Linked DNA regions of Gossypium hirsutum: region 2 is linked to region 1. Evidence: chromatin contacts called from public Hi-C data. All regions are on one chromosome and are shown on one strand. The core of a region is the stretch at or near the end of the contact, and the rest is flanking DNA. Distances in the headings are between cores, read along the strand shown. Region 1 has its middle 20 kb from the start of LOC121221442. Region 2 holds the start of LOC107892206 (glycosyltransferase family 92 protein RCOM_0530710).

Region 1 (3,663 bases), core at 590-3,089:
ATTATCTTTGTTATGGCATTTCCTGTTACCGATTCAAAACTCGAACATAACTCTGAATTATCAACCCACAATCCGAATAGATATAGAGGAACATGGGCCTCACAAGATAGAAGCATTAAGGGCTCGTGGGGAGAGCTCACATGATGAGCTCGTGAGCTAGGTTCGAATGCATATTACTGGGGGTTCGCAGGCAGAAGATGTGAAGTCAAGCTTGTGATACGATAAACACGTGTTAAGTCCAGAGTAGTATATATGTTGGCATGCATAGAGCTTACCGAAGACGTCATTTCGATGATCAATAACCTTATCTTATAAACACCTGATTCGATTCAGAAAATATATATTATGTGGGAAAATATCAAATAATTATTATACTTTTTATAGTACTATTCGATTCAGAAATGTTTCCCGTGACATATTCCCCATATATATTAGCTTGAAATCTACCAAATGTAAATTCCCATAAGATTACACAGCTACGACAAAAAGACACCAAGTAAAAGAGAAATTAATTCCTGAATTAGTATCTAAATTATATATTTTTTTCACTTTCGTTGGTCAAACTGTTAAGTGTATTTAAGAAAATGCTTAACCCATAAATTTGTAACTAAACCATGCATTTTCTCATTTTTGGTATTTAAACTTTTTTTTTGTTACAAGTAGTATCTAAACTATTGTTTTTTTTTTCTCAATTTGGTATCTTTGTTAACCAAATCTTTAAGTCTATTTGTTTTTCTATAAAAAATGTGGCAAAAAAGACAAAAAGCATTATTTTCTCTTTTATATATAATGTTTCTTTTTTCTCTTTAGAACAAGACAAATGGCCTAACCAAACAGGTCACGAATTCTTGATTTGATCCATTCTTCCGATTCAATCAAATAAATTATTAAAAATTTAGAAAATAAAAAATAAGTAAAAAATAGAAAATCAGACCAATTGTTTTTCTTAGCTTCATTCAACAGGCTTGTATTGGTTTGTGGCTCAATTAGTTCAACCCCTATCTCTTGACTAATATCTCAACCGGTTCCCGATCTTACTAGTCCGACAAGCCGTTCCGATCAATGAAATAACATTTTCGATCTTGTCAAGTCGAGCAAGGAAGTGATGAGGTTCAAAAATAGAATTATTCGCCAGCACCTCAACCCCATGAGGGTGAATTTCAAGCGTTGCTAGTATTGCAAAAGAAGAAGAAAAAAAGAGGAAAAATAGAAAAGAAAAACTAAATAATATAAAAGAAAAAATAAAAGAATTAAAAAATATTTTTAAAGTTTATATGATGTGAAAATTTATTTTTGGTTGGAATTTTTTAACAGATATAATATTTTGTGTAAAATGGATAACAAAAGAATAGTTTAGTTACTACTTGTGGGAAAAAAATATTTAGCTACCAATAAGGGCAAAAAATATAGAGCTTAGGTGCTAATTTATGGGATTAAGCTTTTTAAAAAATTAACGGTTTAAACCAACTTGAAAAAAAAATTTATATGTCAATTTATGATTTAACCTTAATACAAAAAAATGTCGATAAAATAAAAATTAAAAAAAATTAAATTCAAAATTTAAATGTATTAGATGGCATCTTAAAGATGAAAGTGTACATTAATTGTATTTAATATTCAATAAATATTTCTAGTCAAATTGAAAAATTCATATTACTTACCTTTGGAATAAAATAGAAGTTATTCCTTTTATTTTGGAATTCTTGTATATTTTATTGTATAATTTTAGCTTTATATATAAAAAAGATTATCCTTTTACAGAAGAGTAATATAGGATTCTTCTGACTTGGTATAGCGAAACTCACGTGGGTTTCGCTCCGGGGAAGTACATTCACATGCCAATGTGATAATGGAAACAAAATTGTAATAAATCTATAACGTTAGTTGATAAGTGCTGTTAATTGCGTGTGTATATATAGACAAAGAGAGAGAAAAAAATATTAAAGAATCTACAAAGATAACATAAAATACAAAGACAAGATCCAAGTTTTGTTGTACGGACATATTAACGTTTTGTAAGAAAATGAAGTTAGAACAATATCCAACATAAATCAAATTAAATGGATAGAAGGAAGGGTCATTTTCAATAATAAAAATATTCTTTAAATTGCATTTGTTTTTCTTGGTTATTTCTATCAAAGCTCACCAAACTATTGCCAAAACTTTGTATTAATCCCTAAACTTTAAAACGATCTGTTAAGTTCTTTTAAAGTGTAATTTTTTATTATTTTAGCTATTAATTTGGATATGACATGGAGAATAGTTAAAATATATTAAATTAAATTGTAAACATATGTATATTTATGATATGGATAATTTTGATATGAATATTAAAAATAAGCAGTGTTAATAAAGTACAAACCTTATGGTAGCAATGGATCGAATGGTTCTGAATAATCAAAACCAAATCTTTGATTAACCCCAGCAAGAAGGCCTGCTTTGTATCTAACAACAAAATAATATCTTTCTCTGTATCACATACTATATAGACATATAGTTTTTTTTAGCCACCACATGGAGATGTAATTGACAAATGGCATATTGTAGAACAGGATCTAATCCAGGAAATGCTAAAAATAGATTGAGGAGCATAAGTTGTTTTACACTATTTTTGTATAATCTCTTGGAGAAAATGCATTTGGAAGGAATTGTTGGTTGCTTTTCAAGATCATGGCAAGGTTATGGATGCTATTAATTATTCCATTGAAGAGAAGTAGATGTGGTAGACGTTTTTAATTTATTAGGTATTCATCTTTACCCGATGCTCGTAAAGCTTGTAACAAATTGAATGAGTTTTGGATACTGGGTAACAAGATAAACGTACTTATGGCTAGGTTTAAAAGTTGGATAAATTTGTGGAGACGGGTGAGGGCACAAAATATAAAAGAGGGTTGACGCATGCTCAAAGTGTTTCATCTAGTCAAGTCGAATAAAAAGAATTAAGAATTGAGTAAGAAAAATCGAAAACCAAAACGAACTAAGGTATTTGAACGTTTATGAAATGCAAGTTTAAAATAGTTATTCGAAACTGAACTCAAATATATTTTTTTTATTCAATATATAATTAATTTATTTTTTTATAATATAAAAATGAATGTTTTATATTTAAAATAATAAAAATAACTTAAAAGTTCTTAAAAGATTATTACTTTTAGAAATATTTATAAAAAAACTTTAAAATTTTATCATATAGTATGCAAAAATAATAAAACAAAGCTCATTTTTTCGAAATAAATCTAAAGATCTAAAGCTAAAAATTAATATGAAAAAATCGAAACCAAAATGAACCAAACCGAATTATGATGAATAGTTCAAAAACTCTAAAAAATTCGACCAAACTGAACTGATATCACCCTTAAAAAGCTAATTTTTCCTCAAGGTCCCATTAGAAATCAGGTTCCAATTAAGTGAAAATTAATCTTAAATCTTCCATACAAGGATTTGTTTCAAGAAGCTCATTAAGTTCTCAATAAGGTGATTCGAAGAGTGATGAAGACAAAACTTGAAAAACTTTTGTCGAAACCAAGGATCGAGAATAGGAAATTTATTAATAAATAATTTAAATTGGAAAGAACTCTTGCTTTAAGCATTGTAAAAGAGTTTCTTCCTCTAGAAGTTTAATTCGTTGATTACATGAGGTAATTCGGAGTCTTAGCCGAATAG
Region 2 (3,663 bases), core at 748-3,247, 220 kb before region 1:
CAAAAGAGAGTTTTTTGGGTTAGCAAAGTTTCGCAACACCCTATCTTTTAGCCCTGTGTCGGTGACCTCACAAAACCGACTCGACCAATCAACTGGTTCGACGGCTCTAGTCCCTAATCCAGGGGCTCGGTCCTTGGACCTTACGTTTTGCTCATCTTTCCAATCAGCCACGTACGTAGCCACTCTCCTATAGAACTTCTGTTTGAACACTTCCCATACTTGGTATTTGTAGTGGTTTACAACCATCATTCTTCTATCAACATCTATGAATCTAAAATCATCTCTCAAATGGAAATGATGTACAATATTGATTAATGTGGAATTCAATGCTTCTGGCTTCACTATACTCTTGTGCCTCTCCGGCACCACGAGCCGACACGTGTATCCGACCATCACGCCTTGTTTCGGTATCTGTTTGAGCCCTGACGGTCCAAAACTGTAACATGAGACACGAAGTTCACCAATTGAAATGTGTCCGAAACTAGTTATGGTTGAGGTTAAATTTGAGATCACATCATGTAAGAATAAGCCCGTAGGCAAGTGCAAAAACTCGTCTACATCGATGAACCCGATCCATTCACAAGAACCCTTGGCTCTCAAGGCGCAATGAGAGAAACCTCCTTCTTGGGTCTTGATCCATGGCCAAATGTGCCTCGAGATGTTGTAACCGGCGTTGAATAACGATTCGATGACTTGATCAGTGTCGTCGTCACTGTTGTTATCGTAAATGTACCAACGTTGTACCCCGATTAGGGCATGGTAGATGACCCATTCCTTCAAAAACCTCGCTTGGTTACGTGCCATGGTGCAAATGCAGGTTTCGTGTGGTTTTCGGGTGGGTAACGGGTCACGACCAGAATCCGACAAGAAACCCAATCGAGCTATGGAAGGTAATGTTCCTCCACCCTTGATCCTAACTGAAACCTTAACAGAGCTATTGACTTTTTTTTGACTATTCAAAACAATTAAAGGCGTTCTGCACCGTACGATCTCTTGAGCTATTGATAAAACCTCTGATCTCAACACAAGTTTTAGCCTGCTAAAATCTTCGCCGTACACGCACTCAAATCTTGATGCGTTGGAGACTCTTTCTGGCCGTAGATTAAGACCCTTGACAAAAACGACCGTCGTATTATCATTATCGACCAAAGCTTCGTACGCAAGCGAGTCCCAGTAGTGAGTGGGACCAGCTGGAAAGACCCCATTTGACTTTGAACCAACCGTTATAAGCAGTCCACGTGGGCCACTAGGACATCGTACGATCTGCTCACCTAGCTGCTCCGTATCAACACGAGCCGGCGACTGCTTAAGCCGCGGCACGGGTGAGGTGTTATGAACCGAGAGGTACACGCAGTCAAGTTCCTCTTTGGTAAATAAACGAGCCGACCGAGGGTATTTTAGGAAAAGTATAACTTGATCGGGGAGCAAAACGGTTTCACGAACCGAGAGTATCTGAGTTACCGGATGTTCGCCAGACACGATGGCGTTTGCGGTTGGAGTTTTGCGTGCGAACTTCAACACAGGCTCGAATCTTTCTGTTTTTTTTTTAAAATACATAATTCAAAAAATAATAAAAAAAAGTAAGCTACTGATGAATAAAAAAACCAAAAGAAATAGCTAAAGAAATAGACAAAATTACCTCCAAAAAGAAAGCGAAAGTTAGAGTAGGAGAAGCCATTGAAAAGAACGAAAGTGGAGACGATGAAAGCAGCGAACCAGAAAAATTTGCCCCAGGAATTGATGTAGTTCCGACTACGGAACCTCATTGATTTCCGTCCCTTTGGAAACCAATTGAGAACAACCAAAAACTTTCTCATTCATCTGAGTCGTTTTGGCTCGATTATCGCAGGTTTTTTAAATCCAAATATTATTTTTGTTCGTTTGGATTTTCTTTCGAGTACTCGAAAACTGAAAAGAAAATTTAGGGGAAAATAAAAGAAATTAAAAAGAGAGAAAATTTAGGTGCTGCTATCAAAATCATGCTTTGATGTTTCGACCGTTCGTGTCGGTTTATATTCGGTCGTTACTTTTTCCTCCGTTTCCTCGGTGATGATCCTCTGTGTTTAGAGGTTCATCTTGTTTTTTCACCTCTTTGGCTGTTCTCCAATAAGATTATGCCACGCCATCATTACCTGATGATGAAAAGGGTTTTTTATTTACTACTTTTAATCGTGGCCTTGTTGCTTTGGGGATTAATTGTTGTTTTCAGTAACTTAGGAAGAATCCAAACAGGTAAATTATTTCATTTAGAATATTAACCTTTAAAGGATTGAGATTTTTCTTATTCACGGTAATGTTGTAACTTTTAATGGAATTAAATATAAGTATTTTTTTAGCTTTGATTTTATCACTCTATTAAATAAAATTTAAATATATTATATTAATATATAAAACATTTTCTTGCTGAAAATATTTGATTTAGCTCCATGAATTTAGAACGTATTATAAAATGAAATGAATTCAAATAAGTATAGTCAATACCTATTTTTTTAAAATAAATAATTTTTGTTCTCTTATCACTTAATTATTATTTTTATATAATTTCATATCACTTTTGAGTTAATTTGAAGAAGAAGAAGACAAATTTATTTTAATTATTTTAAGGATAATTTATTGATTTGGGTAAACAAGTTTGAGAAATGTGTAGAGAAACGAAGATACTGAATTTAAGGCATATGGGTGGAAACTGGAAAGGAATAACTGTCAACGATGAACTGGTACACTGAATGAGGAAAGACTTCATCTAGCCGCTAAGAAACAGCCACGTGGACGTATTCGGAAAGCTTAGATATGCATAATGTAGCAAATTAGCTACCTTTCGTGTTGATTATGCAAACTCAAATGCCTCCATGATTGAAGGGACCACTATTCTCAAAGTGAGACCTATGATCTCAGAACTTGCCACATCACCCATGAGTTAAGGTTGAAAATCAATCCTCTTAAAAAGTAGGAAAAGGGAGGAATGGAATTTTTCCTTTCCTTTTCAAAAGAAATATATATTTATTTATTTACTTCGTTGAATTTAATTTTTAGTTTTTATTTTTTGATACTATGTCTAAAATTATTTATAGCCCCTCTCAAATTTTTAAATAAAAGATAATGGGTTTCAGTATACTCAAATTACCCGTATGTTATTATTTCAATTTCTTGAGTGGTCTAAGGATTTAAAGGATTGAGATTGAGAAATGCATGTTAAATGTACTTATAATGGTGTTCAATTTTCGAAAGCATAATTTTCAAAAAATTGGTTAAGAGACGATATTCAAATAAAAATTCTATTTTCTTTTTGCTTGAAACTTTGGCACAGATTTAAACTACAACCTTCTCATAAAGATTCAATGAAAAGAAAAAAAAATATAAAAAGAATTATTTTTGTTTTTTAACAGTTTGGGAAATGGAAACTCAACTACCTTTCAGCTCTCCTCGAAAATGATATTCGTTTTTTAAAACTTTTTAAAAAATTAAAAAAATAAAAAAGTTAAAAACGAAATGATTTATAACTTTAACAATTAAAAAAAACTAAATTGTTTCAAAATACCAACTAAATTACAACTCAATCTACTTTTCAAAATGATTAAACTTTAACATCCAATTTTTTTTTTCATATTTCATTTTAAATACTGCCTACTAAATTGGTCACATATTAAATTTTAATAGTAAAAG

Evidence for each region. A called contact is a pair of places that touch in the nucleus more often than the background predicts.
Region 2: a contact with region 1 is called in a Hi-C map of leaf, with 2.1 times the contacts expected there. The contact joins the promoter of LOC107892206 here to the enhancer-like site in region 1. A contact is called at or near these places in 2 of 34 Hi-C or Micro-C datasets (both in leaf).

What each region holds. Positions count from the first base shown.
Region 1 is chrD09:10,898,722-10,902,384 of Gossypium_hirsutum_v2.1, reverse strand. No RefSeq gene overlaps it. Among protein-coding and RNA genes, the nearest start is that of LOC121221442, 20 kb to the right of the region's middle. Within about 2 kb of position 1,839, at least 4 of the 9 cell types and tissues checked have an H3K27ac peak or open chromatin away from gene starts, as enhancers often do. A contact at or near this core is called in leaf, where this site is marked.
Region 2 is chrD09:11,117,730-11,121,392 of Gossypium_hirsutum_v2.1, reverse strand. LOC107892206 (glycosyltransferase family 92 protein RCOM_0530710) reads right to left here and starts at 1,997. Exons shown (of 8, transcript XM_016817222.2): 1 at 1,640-1,997; 2 at 1-1,535. The coding sequence starts at 1,817.